Linked DNA regions of Mus musculus: all the other regions are linked to region 2. The links are chromatin contacts, called in public HiChIP or PLAC-seq and promoter capture Hi-C maps. All regions are on one chromosome and are shown on one strand. The core of a region is the stretch at or near the end of the contact, and the rest is flanking DNA. Distances in the headings are between cores, read along the strand shown. Region 1 holds the start of Krt80 (keratin 80). Region 2 holds the start of Nr4a1 (nuclear receptor subfamily 4, group A, member 1). Region 3 holds the start of Acvr1b (activin A receptor, type 1B).

What was found. HiChIP or PLAC-seq counts read pairs in DNA pulled down with a chosen protein or histone mark. Capture Hi-C pulls out chosen DNA fragments and counts their contacts.
Region 1: an HNF4G HiChIP or PLAC-seq map of pancreatic cancer cells shows a contact between it and region 2. The contact joins the promoter of Krt80 here to the promoter of Nr4a1 in region 2. A contact is called at or near these places in 1 of 484 Hi-C or Micro-C datasets (muscle stem cells) and 1 of 115 datasets of contacts at active chromatin or transcription factors (pancreatic cancer cells).
Region 3: a contact with region 2 is called in a promoter capture Hi-C map of pancreatic islet. The contact joins the promoter of Acvr1b here to the promoter of Nr4a1 in region 2. A contact is called at or near these places in 1 of 15 datasets of contacts at CTCF or cohesin (the NIH/3T3 cell line), 1 of 484 Hi-C or Micro-C datasets (embryonic stem cells), 6 of 115 datasets of contacts at active chromatin or transcription factors (embryonic stem cells, memory CD8 T cells, microglia and 1 more) and 2 of 9 other capture datasets (adipose tissue and pancreatic islet).

Annotation. Positions count from the first base shown.
Region 1 is chr15:101,368,120-101,372,941 of GRCm38.p6, reverse strand. It overlaps Krt80 (keratin 80), which reads left to right and starts at 2,780. Exons shown (of 9, transcript NM_028770.3): 1 at 2,780-3,187. The coding sequence starts at 2,888. All of the region lies in intron 1 of Gm35853 (a long non-coding RNA gene), which reads right to left. Mir1941 (microRNA 1941) reads right to left here and starts at 3,590; the gene lies at 3,508-3,590.
Region 2 is chr15:101,264,277-101,268,675 of GRCm38.p6, reverse strand. Nr4a1 (nuclear receptor subfamily 4, group A, member 1) reads right to left here and starts at 1,830. Exons shown (of 7, transcript NM_010444.2): 1 at 1,705-1,830.
Region 3 is chr15:101,172,424-101,176,978 of GRCm38.p6, reverse strand. It overlaps Acvr1b (activin A receptor, type 1B), which reads right to left and starts at 2,907. Exons shown (of 9, transcript NM_007395.4): 1 at 2,744-2,907. The coding sequence starts at 2,834.

The sequences.
Region 1 (4,822 bases), core at 1,531-4,030, 100 kb before region 2:
AAGAACATGAGCAGGTCTGTGGAGGCCTGAAGCAGTTCCGAGACACTCTTTCTTCCCATGTTCCCCTGATTCACTGATGCTGGCTCAAAGGCTGGCCAGTACTCCTACCGATGTTCACGAAGCAAGCACTTTCCGCTCTCTTACAGGGAGAGGCTGCCAGGGCCGTCCCAAGGAGAGCAAGACAGAAAAGAGACACTGAAACTATGACATAGACATGAATGCCATTCCTATAAGACCATCCAGCCAGACGCCTCTCCTCCCTAACCATGAGGGACAGGTCAGGGAAGAGCAGAGAGAACAACAGGAAATCGTGGAAGAGAAGCAGAGAAGAGTAAGGGAGACAGGTCAGAGGTCACTGGAAGTGATAAAGGAGATCTCCAGAGTCCCAGACAGCCACAAAGATCCTCATATCCTTGCCAGCTGGCATTGCCCAGACCCAAGCATGCCTGGAGCATATCCAGGAAGCACCTGGGAAGTCTCCAGTGAAACTCAACATTCCTTATCTCTTGCTACCCTTACTACCACAGACTTTGATTTGATAGGCACTCAGTCCCTGGGGCCCTGGGTCCTAACAAGACCTGGAGAGGATCCTATCTGAGCTCAGCAAAAGTAGATGCCCTTCCAGTCTGAGAGGGAAAGCCTCTGGTCAGAGACAACCTGTTCAAATGGGTCTCAGGGATGCCAAGGAGAGGGAAGTAGAGCCAGAGGAGGTTAGGGGTCATGGGAGGACTTCCTCAGGAAGGACCAAGAAGTAGGTGGGGCAGAGCTGTAGAGTTTGTTTATTTGGGGCTTTTTTTTTTCTGCTGTTCCTGTTTGGCAATCACAGCCGTGGCAGTCAAAGTCACCTCAGCACCCAAAGAGAGCTCGGAGCCGGGGGGGGGGGGGTGGCAACAGATAGCTCCCATGTCCCACCCAGTAGCCATTCTTCTAGGGAGTCAAGAGCATCCCTAAGGAAAGCCCCCAGAGACAAAGGCCTCCATGTCGGCTGGGAGTGACCACTGACTGTGACTTACCAAGAACCTGTCAAATTCAGTGGGACGTGACAGGCTGAACTGAGCGTTAAGAGGAACCGACCTGACCAAAGCAAACAATAAGGAGACAAAACCAGCTTCGTTCTTGGTCCCCCGCCCTTCCGGTGGCTTCCAAAGTCACCATAAACAACCAGTGCCCTGAGACCAGGCACGCCACCCCACCCTCTGTACTGAGGACAGTGAATTCATTTGGCATATGCCTTAAATGGAGGCAATGGTAAGGACAGAGAGAACACTCAGGCCGTACCAAGCGCAGATGCCACTGGCTGCCCCCTCAGAGCACTCTGGGCTGACCAGGAAGGGTATGCCACTAGATCTGACAGCATGCCATTCAGATACCAGAAGAAGACGGTGGGAGGTTGGGGCGGCCATACCAGACACACCAGGCTGCTGAGTGGGGTACATATAGCATGCCACAGAAGTAGGGCATACATTGTCCTGGGAACCCAATTACCCACGGTAGATCCTGGAATCCAGGATCCAGACAGACTCCTGATGCAGAATTCTGTATCCAAGTGAACCAGAAGTGCCCATTCATGGGAACCAGGCCTGGACCCCAGGCAGGTGTAGGTCATGTGGCTCAACCATCATGCCTGGTTAAAATGTGTGACTGCCTCGGTCCCCTCAAAGGCCGAGTCCCCTTGGTTTTTACAGACACACCCTTCTCTGAGCTCAGGGAGATTATGCTGGACCTAGCAGGGTGGGTAAGAAGAGGCCATCTCTGGATAAGGAAGAGCAGGCCCTGGCTGAGCACTGGGCTGAGAACCTTTGTAGTTTCCAGAAATTCCTTGGGCACCTTGATGCCTGTTTCCGTACCAGATTTTCCATGAAGAAGGTAGAAGCTGTACGGGTAGCCATGGAGGAGGAACGGGAAGAAGAGTGAAGGAGAAGGCAGGGCAAGGAGCTGGACACCTGGAGGCAGAACTACAGCCAATCAGAGACCCTCTTGGCCCCTGGAGCGGGGGGGGGGGGGGGGGGGGGGGAGAGGACTCTGAACCCAGGCCAGCTGTTTGGAGTGGGTCCTCTACTCTGCTTGTGACTGAAATCTTAAGCCCATTTTTCAGATGAGGGTAAAATACAGCCACATAATTGAGGTTTTCTACCAGTGGGAACAACCAAGCTGACTCCGCACGCAACCCAATGTCACGTCACGTTTCAAAAACCAAGAGCTCTAGGCCTCGGTCATGTGCTTCCTGCAGGCCTTGAGTCAGTGGGGTGCACTCGGCTGGTCCTCAGTAAGGGAGAGAGGGCAAGAGGGAATGGGAAATTAGCAGGGGACACTGACAGATGGATAAGATAAATAATAAGGGGGCTGTTTTCCAACAACAGCCTGGCATGGCGCCCAGGGCAGTCATCACCCTTGGAGCTCAGGGCTACACTTGCTTCATCTTTTCCAGAAGTATGCGAGCCCAGATACGTCAGCCTTTCGGTATGCAGCGTGATCTGTGGCTGGCTGCCCGCCTTTCTCCCTGCTCCTTCCTTCAGAACTTCGCCTTCTTGGCACTGACCACCCGGCCCCACCCTGCCCCACCCAGCCAGCCCGGCCGCAGGCCCCCTCCTCAGTCAGGCCCCTCTTGCAGGGGACTGTGACAAGCCCCTTCAACAAGGCAGAGCCCCTGTAGGGCAGACAGAAAGCTGTGGTACGGGGAGGGCGGGAGCCACATCATCTAACTAACAGGTTGGTCTGGCTTGGAGGAGTCCCGCCCTCCTGTAGCTAATGAACACTATGCAACAGGTGTTTTCGCCTCAGTCCCCAGCCGGCCCTGGATGTGACAGGAGGCGGCTGCCAGCCACCAACTCCAAATCTCCCTAGCTCACTGGTGAGCCCTCCGGCTCCCAGGCCCAGGGGGGCCACCATGGCCTACCGCTCCTGCGTCGTTGGCTTCAGCAGCCTCAGCGGCTGTGAGATGACCCCTGCGGGCAGTCCCCAGCCTGGGACCTCAGGATGGGGCAGCTGTGGGCTCCCTGGGCCTGGCTTCAGCTCTCGAAGCCTCACAAGCTGCAGGCCAGCTGGCACCATCCCCAAGGTGACTGTGAACCCCAGCCTGCTGGTGCCTCTGGACCTCAAGGTGGATCCAGCTGTTCAACAGCAGAAGAATCAAGAAAAGGAGGAGATGAAGGCTCTCAATGATAAATTTGCCTCCCTGATTGGCAAGGTGAGCTAAGTGGGAGAGGGCACCAAAACAGAAGGGCCCCAGGCTTTCCAGGTGACCTGGCTGGTGGTTCCCTGAGCATCGGTCATGCCCCGCCCCTGATCCCAGCCAATGGGGATGCAGCATGGCTAAACCTGCAGAGATGGGTTAGGGAAACCTGATACATCCTGGTGTCTGGGGTGAAAGGAACTTCAGGGTGACTCTGCGGGGTACTGGATAAGGGTGCACTACCTGGCTGGGGATGGGAGGGCTCCGTGTACCCCTGTAACAGTCAAGGGGTGCTTCTCGGGATGGCCTATGGAGGTGTGGCCTGCTGACTTCTGCCCAGGTGGGTGGATGGGAGATACTGCTAAGATGCCCTCAAAACCCCAAGCCTCTGTACCAGCATCTCCCTCCCACCCTGCTGGCTTTCCCCATTCATCCGTAGAGCCACTGTTCTGGCAGGTCCAAAGGGGTGGGGGTGGGAGCGGGGGCAGAAGGAGGCTGCCATGGAGTTTGTATGAGTAAAGACGCAACTTTGGCTTGTCAGGAGAAAGGAATGTAGAGGACTGTGTCAGAATCCAGCCAGCAGCCAACAGTTGGCCTGCTTTGCACTCACCTAGGTGGAAGGAACAGGCCCCTAACAACATGGCCCCCACACTTCCTAGACTCACTGCCTGCAGCTAGCCTAGGGCTTCAGGAAGTCCTGTCTACCTTCCAAGCCTGTGCCCACTCAACCACTCCAAGAAGCCTCTGTGAACAATCCTCCCAGCCCTGCTTCCTCCTGTGTCAGAGCCGCACTGACTGAACTACACACTGGTGTGCTAGGCACCACAGGGCACCTCACAGGTTCACCTCAAATCCCCTTAACTGTAAAGAAAGACATCTCATGACTTTGCGCAGAACAGGGAACCCTGGCCAGTCCTTATCTGCCTCTTGGTTTCTGAGTCTGCAAACCCTTGCACATTTCTGGGGTCCTGAGCTGTGGGGGTGTACAGACAGACAGGCAGTGAGAAGAGAGTGCCACGTGTGGCCTGGATGCCTGAATGCCACAGGAACGTAGCAAGGCGGCGGTGGGCCAGTGCTAACTAACATCACTACAAACGTTGTTTTCCCAGCTGTGCAGATGAGGCAATAGGACCAGAGAGACTCATTGCATTGCCCAGAGTCACAGAGCCAACAACTGATACGGTTTATATTTAAACTCAGGTCTGTGTGTGTATGATGTGTATGATGTGTATGTGTGTATGACAGACAGACAGACAGACAGACAGACAGACAGACAGACAGACAGATAGACAGAGACAGAGAGAGAGAGAGATCTGAGGCAGAAATGGTGTCTTTCCCTGCCTCTTCTGACTAGTTCAGAGTCTCCTCATTTACATCCAAGATGCCCACATTGGGGGAGGAGCAAGAAGACCTTTCCACAGCTGCAGATGGAACCCACGGCCTGAGAGGTAGGCCCTGCAGAGGTGCCTCCTTGACAAGCCTGGCTAATCCCTTAAAAGGAGTGCTTCGCTGAACTATGTAATTTGGCTCCCATGGGTGGCTTTTCTCTCCTTCGAACGATTGCCAATGCTGATGTCACTCTGTGCCACTGCCATGGGCACCGGGTGGGAACCGTGGGTGTGGGCCCAGGGAAGGAGCCCTCACAGTTAG
Region 2 (4,399 bases), core at 581-3,080:
AATGACCAGGGGTAGCTGGAGGAGGCCCTTACGTTCTCATCTGGTCAAAAAAGCCCACAGAGGAGGCTCCAGGACCTAGTGTCCCTTTCCACCTCCAACTCTGGGGTCTGTACAGTTCTAGACTTTCTAGTTGAAAAGACAGGTCACACAGGAACACTGAGGCAGAGGGTGCTGAGGCAGAGGGTGCTGAGGCAGAGGGTGCTGAGGCAGAGGGTGCTGAGGCAGAGGGTGCTGAGGCAGAGGGTGCTGGGGCAGAGGGTGCTGGGGCAGAGGGTGCTGAGGCAGAGGGTGCTGAGGCAGAGGGTGCTGAGGCAGAGGGTGCTGAGGCAGAGGGTGCTGAGGCAGAGGGTGCTGAGGCAGAGGGTGCTGGAGCAGAGGGTGGGGTGGAGAAAAAGACTATCACCACCTGCTGGCCCTTGAGACCCTCTAGTCCCAGTATTTCTCCCATTCCCCACACCACCCCTGGGTGCCTAGCCAGGACAGCTCCACCGCTGGCTAGGCATACGACTTCCCATAAAACAGCACCCCCCCCCCAACCAGTTCCCACCCCGCCTGCCCCGTGTCAAGTCCCTAGGGCATACAGCACCTGGGAGAAAGAAAGAAATATGGCCACTTCTGCCTCTGTTTGCAAGAAGCCTGGGAAGGGATGGGTTGGGGGTGGAGGAAGAAGGGTGGCAGCCAGTCAGGACTGGGCGTTTGTTCCAGCTCCATTCAAATCCTGTTTCTCCACTTGGACATCCTACATCCGGATCAACCCCCACCAATCTACCCAGCTTCAGGCCGATAGTCCGCAACACAAGATACAGATCTGCATCTAGCCTCCTGAGGGGGTGGGGGTGTCTCAAGGAGGAGGAAGAGGCGGGGTTGAAAGAGGGAGTGGGAGAATCCGGCTTGGGGCAGGTCCTGGCAACACCTGTTAGGTGACCAAGCCCGCAGGCTGCACCCTACCTAACAGACTCAAAAGACCACTGGGGTATACAAGTCTGTCTGATGACAGAAGGGGTCTCCCCCCTAGTCAGTACTACATCGAGACTCTATCGTGAGCAACTTCCACCCAGGCTCCACGTGCGGCTTTCAGTAGCTGCACCAGGCTACAGCTCCTAGGTTTCTAGATACTCTGACAACTTAGTCTAACACAACCATTACCCAGCCAACCTAGCTAGCCATTTCCTTCAGCAACCCCCAGGTCTTCCAGCACGGTTCAGAAAGAAAGTTCGGTAAGGGAATCAGAAAATCTAAGTACAGCCTATGAAGTATTAAGTAAACACTGGGAAAGGGGGCTGAGAGCCCGGGAAGGAGACCCGTGGAAATCCAATCTTACTTGTACTTGGATGGATCCCAGCAACGCCGAAGCTCTGAGTACCTTTTCCCAGTCCATGCTCAGACAACCCCCTACCCGGCAATCAACACCCAAACCCAGAGTACAGAGTGCCTCACACTGGAGATCCTAGCGGGGAAACCTCCTAAACAAGCGCCCACTACCTACCAAAACCAAGCACCTTGCAGACCCTTCGCCCGCTTCCTAAACTTCAAGCCCTGGCTCACCCTACTCCAAGAGCTATCCTTTAATACCAAAAATGCACCCTACACACCCCTCCTCGTAAGCCGACCCGAAAACACCCTTCCTTTTCGCCCGCGCGTACACCCCATCTCTTTCATGCACTGTCCCTAGAAACAGAAACACGCTCCCTGCGGGGTACCTACCCAGCCGGCTCCCACTCCCTGTGGCCGGGACCAGCGACCCAGTCGCAGCCTGGTCCCGCGTGCGCTCCGCTCCGCAGTCCTTCTAGCACACTCCCCCAACTTTCGCAGCCTCCTGCACTGGGGCTCCCCTGGCGAGCCCGACCCACATCTTAAGCGCTCCGTGACGCATGGAGAGGGGCGGGGGCGCCACTGACGCACACGGCCCGGCGAGCTTTGGCCATACAAGGGCGCGGGGGGCGGCGCGGTTCCGGCGGGAGGCGGCCAGGAGGAGGCGCGGGGACGGGGAGCCCGAGGGGGCGGGGCGAAGAGGGGGGGCCTGGAATGTCTGCGCGCGTGACGCACGCGGGGTTCCATTGACGCAGGGAGCGCGGATTGTTTGATCTATAAATAGTTTTCCTCTCGCCCGCTGCGCCGGCTAAATATAGTAGCTTCCAGACCCACTAGGCTCACCAAGCCGGACCCGGGATCGGGTCCCGGGGTCCGAAATAACCGACCAGGAGGAGGGGGTGTTGTAAATCCGTGCCCGCAGGGCTTCCCCAGAACAGGATCTCCTCCCCTCCAGCTGCTCCTGGTGCCAACAGCTCCCTCTCCCTCCTGCCCACCCCTACCCCAGGCCCTGCTCCGCTTTTGTCCCTTTCCCAGTCTGTCCTGGACACCTAGGGTATCACTCTCTGCCATTCTGAGCAGCCAGGGCAGTTCAGGGCTGAGGCAAGCCATTCTGGGACACACCCAGAAGATAGGAGGTGGGCTGGGCCCGTGCCTCAGCCTTGGCAATGTGCAGGGTCTCTAGCCCCAGGACTGAGGACAGGCACTCTGGCCTTCAAGGTTCCTTCCCAAAGGGCATAGCTTTGCCAGGCTGGGTCAACGGGCTCGGCTCCACACCGATGCTGGTTTCTCAGCGATGGCCTCTTAACCCCTCGCAGGATGGATGCACCCTAGTTGAGAAATTGCCGAATTTCAGAACCGGGTGGAGCCTGAGAAATCTTTCCAAACTCTTGCCAACTCTTCCCCATTTTATAAATAGATTCAGAGACATAATGGTACTTGTTCAAGGTCACTAAGCTAGGTAGTAGCACAATGGGGTCTTGAACCCAGGGCCATCGAACTCCATCTCCTTTTCACACTCTTCTGTCAATTCCCTGGTCCCAGTCCCTGATGGGGACCCACCTGCCTCCCCACTACCTGCTCCAGCAGTGAAGAGAGCAGCTGTAACCAGTTACTGCTTGCAGGGAAGGGTCTGGCCAGGGCTGTACTCAAAGTGCAGACCAGGCTGCAGCCACCTGGAGCTGTCACCCTGCAGGTCACATCTCCATCCCAGTCTAAGCTAAAGGAAACCTCATTTGTAGTCAGGTAAGAGAAAGGAAGGGGTATGGAGAAAAGATTCAGTGGTTAGCTTTCCCTACTAGGGATTCTCTTTGCAGTATCTCTATCCCATCCTTGACCCCACCCCCTGGTTCCCGATTTCTGCTGCCAGCCCACCAGTGCAGCAGACTAACCGAGACTATCCAATGACGGCCTATTCTGGCCATAACCGGTTTTTAAAAATGGGCTAAGGGCGTAGCTCAGTGGTAGAGTTCTTGCTTGCCTAGCATTTGTAACCTGGAGTCCATCCCATCACCACAAAAGACCCCCCCCCCCAACCAGCCTGCTATTTCTTTTTAATCACTGTCCCCTGCATACGGAACAGTTTTCATACACTGCTGATGTCATTCGGTGATATGTTCAGAAGTTACCAGCAACCCCCCCCCCAGGCTAACGTGTAGTCTCGTTGCGGCTGAGTCCATAGCTCTGGACTTTACCAAGCCACCTTCCAAAGGACAAAAAGCCACCTAGGAGAAGAAGTGTGGACAGGATGATGTCCACTGGAGCCATCCTGGACCCTCCCACCCCCACATCATCCATAGTTGGATCTTTCTTTCCTTGGGCCCTTGCACAAAAGTTTACTTGGGCCCTTGTTTAAATATGGAAGCCACTACTATCATTTATGCCCCACACACACACTTGAAGACAGGACCCAGGGGTTCTATGAGAATGGATGCCTTTGCTCTAAAGGACAAATAACCTTAGCTCTGGTTATGTCATATCTGGCTCCCCATTTTATCTCTCCACCCAGCCCCCCACCTCCCCTCTACTCCCAAGATGTGTTTAAATATGCCAGCAAGACAAGCCAGGACGGTCCCTCCCTCCAGCAGAAGCAGGTGCAGGTCCTGTCTTCACCAGGGTGTGCCATCCTGAGTTCTAGCATTATCCACTTTCCCCACCATTCTGCCTTCACAAAAAAGTAGCACAGACCACTTCTCCTGAGGGAGAAGCTAAAGGGTAAGCAGCAGAGGACAGCCCAAGAGCACACTCTCACCCAGGCCAACCTCCTTGAGCCACTACACACTACAAAGGTTCTTGCTGCCTCAAGGCTAGAGGGGGACAAGGAACAGCAGCTGCTGCTGGGGAAGTGTGAGGCAGAGAAAGAGTCCCTCTGTGGGAACATAGCTAGGGCCACCAATGTGGAGCATGAACCCTAGCACAGACAGAAGAAAGGCATAAAGGACTTGGGGGCATCCCACACTTCATCCTTGCAGGCCAGAGGCTGCCCAACAACACTAGCCCAGGACTCTGCAGGATGGAAGCAGGTAGATAATTGACGCAGGCTTTGGGAGACCTGGAGCCAACCTGGTCCCAGCCTGGGCAGAAGCCTCTC
Region 3 (4,555 bases), core at 1,658-4,157, 93 kb after region 2:
CTTTATCTCATCTGCCCAGGAGCTGTGTGAACAAACTAATCAGAGGCTCCCTGCCCCTCCACAGGAGTTCACTCCCCCCCCCCCCACCTCAAGTCCAAACCCACTCAATGAAGCTGTTCATAGAAATGCAAAATGTTCCTATCAGAACCTCAGATGCCTCTCTTGCTGCGATTGTCTTTAAAACATGAATGTCATGTTCTCCTGCTACTAACTTAATTTTACATTTTATAACACTAGTTAAGATTCCTAAGACAGGTCTTAAAACACACCATCTACCCAGTGGATGCTGTTTCCAGGGTAAAAATCCTTGTCCTGGCTTTTTACTAAGCCCCAGTTTTGATGAATTAGTAGACACCTATCTCTTGCTGCCCTCACATGGTGCTCACATACCAGGCCTGAGAACTGCCTTGGTCTGTCACTTCTCCAGCCCACAGGAGCTCTGTATAGGAAATGCAGGGGAGGGGAAAAAAAAAATCAACTTCTTGTTATCCCAGCCTCTACTTTCCCAGAAGTGACGTCTGACTTTAAGCCTTTTGCAACAGTGGTCTCTGTAGCATGCACTATTGGCAACTAGATGTATCCCGGAAAAAACTGCAGTGTCTGGCCAAGAAGTTTGAAGGCCTTGGAGAATGTTTGCTGGACACACAACCAAATATCCCATTTACCAAAAAAAGAGCCCAACTCCCGGTTATACCCACCCACTGCCACCCCAACAAGCATCCAGTTTGGGGAGGATACAAAAACAAACCGTGTTCAGAACCAGTTGGCTTACCAATTAAACATTCTTAACTATGCTAGCAACAAGGCAAGCCCACAGACAGACACCAAATCAGCAGGGAACTGACTGTTTCAAAATCTTGGAGATGCTAGAGGCAGGATATGAATTTCACTGGAGGGACTTAGAGATTTATTTATACACACATAACACGACAAACCTGAAGACGGAATGTCCTTATTTTTACCACCCTACTAGGGAAACAGCACTGTCACAGATCTCGAAACATGGCCCACAAGCCCCAGAGAACATTCTTATTTATGAAAATCACTCTCTCCCCACAAATGTAAGGCTGTTCATCCACCTTCGGCGGGGTTTACCAGTCTCTGCCGCCGCCGCTCAGTTACCTGTGACAGAGCAGCAGCAACACAGGGAACTCAGCACAGTGCCTAGCAGAAGCACTAGCCAGTGAACAAAGACCCCGCCGCCGACGCACAAGCCCCGCCACTCTGGAAGAACACATCAAAGACGGGGATAGTGAACTTGGTTTTGAGACTCCAAAGTAGCATGGTGTCTTCTACTGAGGGTCTGCGTTACTAAACCAAGACCCACCTGAGCATCTCGTGTGTGTGTGTGTGTGTGTGTGTGTGTGTGTGCGCGTGCAGATTAGAGCCACAGACAGACAGACAGACAGACAGACAGACAGACACACACACACACACACACACACACACACACACACACGAACTTCCATTGCTGGAAGGTTGGGGGCGGCTGAGAAGCCAAAGCAGAAGGCTTTGTACAATGGGAGCAGCAAATACAACCCCTAATTGTCTCACCATATCCATCTGTGGGTCAATAATCACTTCGATGCAACTGCCAAATATAACCTTCTTCTGTAACCCCAATGCCAAAGCACATTTGAGAATACTACCAGATGAAATATTTTAGGGTTTCACCGGCTCTTCCCAGCCTCACAAGCCTCATAAACAACACAGCCGGTGTAGTGTCCCACAGAAACGTCTCCACCTCTGTACTGGGAAAGGTGGGGGTGGGCCTGGCCACACAAGGCCCTTAAGGCTGGAAGGTAAGGGGTGTGTGTGGAGGGTGGGTGCCGGGAGGAGGGACTGTGTGTCAAGGCAAAAGTACTGACCAAGGGCCAGGGAGACGGTCCAACCGTGGGGGTCTTTAAATAATTGGGGGTGGGGGGGTTGGAAGCAGTTTTCAGGATCTCACCTGAAAAGCATCCTCGGAGTGATTAACTGAATGGGCCCCCTGGGGCGGGGTGGGGGAGGTGAGGAGGCATGCAAACACACATACACCTAGATTCAGATTAACAGCTGGGGAACTAGGTTTTCACAGGGTTGGAATGGCTCTGAGGCCAATCTCCAAAAAGGTTTAGGGGCCTGCTCGCCCCATTTCCTCCAAACAGCGTCTACAGGCATGGATATCCGAGGTGGGTGGGAGGGGGGTGCCCTGCAGAACCCAAGGAGCTGAGCGAAAGAAGGGGGAATGTGACTCCGGTGCCTAGACCATCAGGGTGGCAGGGGAAAGAGGGTAGGGGCACCCCATGATGAAGGGAGGCTTAGAGACCCCTACCCTCCTAGCCTAGGGTACGCATAGGCTCTCGGCAACAGAACACATCGGAGAAACAAGCCCCCCATCGTCGAACCCCACAATCTTGGCGGGAGAAAAGGCGCCCCCAGGAGCATCTGCTGGCAGGGAATAACCCCCCTCGCACGGACGCGCTGAAGGGCAGGAGCCAGGGACCTCCACATCTCGAGGAAGCCTGGGGTGGGAGCGGAGGGTGCAGGAGGCGCGACCCCCTGGGCGCCCCGGTCGGGCTCCGTCTGGAAGAGCGCGCGGGTCCCCAAGGCTGACCCAGCGCCACCCCGGCCCTCCGCGCCCCCCGCCCGGCCATATTGCGCGGCTGGGGAGGGGGCGCGCCCGAGCCCCACGGCGAGCGCGAGGCCTCGCCTGGCCGTCTGTATCCCGCGCCCCCCCCCCCCATCCCCGCCCCGGACTCACCCTGGATCCCCCGGGGCCCGGACCCGCCGCTGCCGGCGAGCAGGAGGACAACAAGGGGGAAGAAGGAGGAGGCTCCGGCCGACTCCGCCATAGTAACCGCCGCCGCAGCCCAGCAGCGCCCAGCGCGCGCGCGCGCCCCCGGCGCCTCTCTCCCTCCCTCCCTCCCTCCTCCCGCCCGCCCGCGCGCGCCCGGCTCCTTCGCTCCGCGCCGGCACGTGAGCTCCCGGGAGCCGGTGCGGCCGCCGCCGCGCGCGCCCCCGAAGGGCGGGGCCGGGTGCGCGCGTGCGCCCGCCTTAAAGGGGAGGGTCCCTGTTAAAGGGGCGGAGGCTCTCGCCTCGGCCAACCTCGCGCACCCGTGCGGAGCTGAGCCGAAAGCGGGGGAGGCCGGGTCCGCCGACCGACAGTCTCCCTCCTCCCTCCGCGGAGTGGCCGCGCCGGCGCCCGTCCTCCTTCCTTCCCCCAGCCCCGACCCTCCGGCCCGTTGTGTCCCGCTGGGTTCGTCGCCAGAGTCTCCTGACCGGCGTCCCCTCGAGGCTCCCTCCCGCTGCAGCGAGCTGGACACAACTACCTGTGCGAGCGAGCGTCTGTGTTTTCGAAATGTAGCTAGGCTGGCACGGCTGACAGCCTTGGTGAGGGTGCTGGCCAGGTAGAACCATTTTGGGAAACAATGTGACAGCACCTATCAGACAGCTTCACAAAACGCATTGCATTTGCCCGGCATTTCCTCCTGTCTGTCTTCAGGAAATAATGAGGCTAAATATTTACGCAAAATGTTCCCTTGCTTATTTATCATTGGAAAAAGCTGGAAACTAGAGAAGCAATCATAGAAGCTTAGATAAACTGTGGCTCACTCATGTGAAGGAGCACTAGTGATTAAAAATCGGTTTACAAAAACTAATGGCGCGAGGAAATGTTACTCCATGTTAAATGAAAATGTAAACACCAACCTTTACAATAAATTTTTGTGGATGATATGTATGCATGTATGCGTAGGAGAAAAGGGAACGATATTACTCAATATTACTACTAAGGTTTTCAGTTTGTTTTTGAGACAGAGTCTTATTATGTTGTCCAGGCTGGCCTCAAACTCACTGAGAACTGCCTGTTTCTGCTTCTCAAGTGCTGGGTCTAAAGGTGTGTGTGCCACAGAGGCAGGCTGAAATAATTTTTTGTTTCTCCTTTAAGTATTCCAGTAACTTCTAAATAGTTTCCAGATAAACATTACTTTCAAACCTAGTAGGAAATACTTATAAAAGGCAAATGATCCCGTATCTTTCTGAAGAGCTCACAAGAGACTTTGGGATCTGTATTCTGCTTCTGATAACCAACTAGGAGAAAACAGGCAACATCTTAGCCTTTCAAAGTCATAGATAGTTTCATGTGTGAGACCAAGGGATAGAGAAGACCGTCAAGAAGGAGGGAGGGAGGAGAGGCAGGCAGATCTCTTGAGTTCTGGGACAGTGTGGTCTACAGAGTGAGTCCCAGAAGAGCCAGGACTACTCAGAGAAACCTGTCTCAAAAACAAACAAACAAACAAAAAACCCAAACCAACCAACAAACAAACAAAGGTGGGGGGCGCTGTTCTGACATCTTACCTTATAATTGTCTCCAACACAAAGAACCCAAGGAAAACAGGACTTCTGGTCTCATTCCCCAGGTACAACACACAAACACACACAAGTAGAAAGTCAAACTGGTGCTTAGTGCATAGCTGGGTAAATAAACACCACCATTTTTATTCTTTTTACCCTCAATCATGACCTGCCCCCCAAAAGTAGCCTACTTCTCCAAGTCTGTCTTACTGGTCTACCC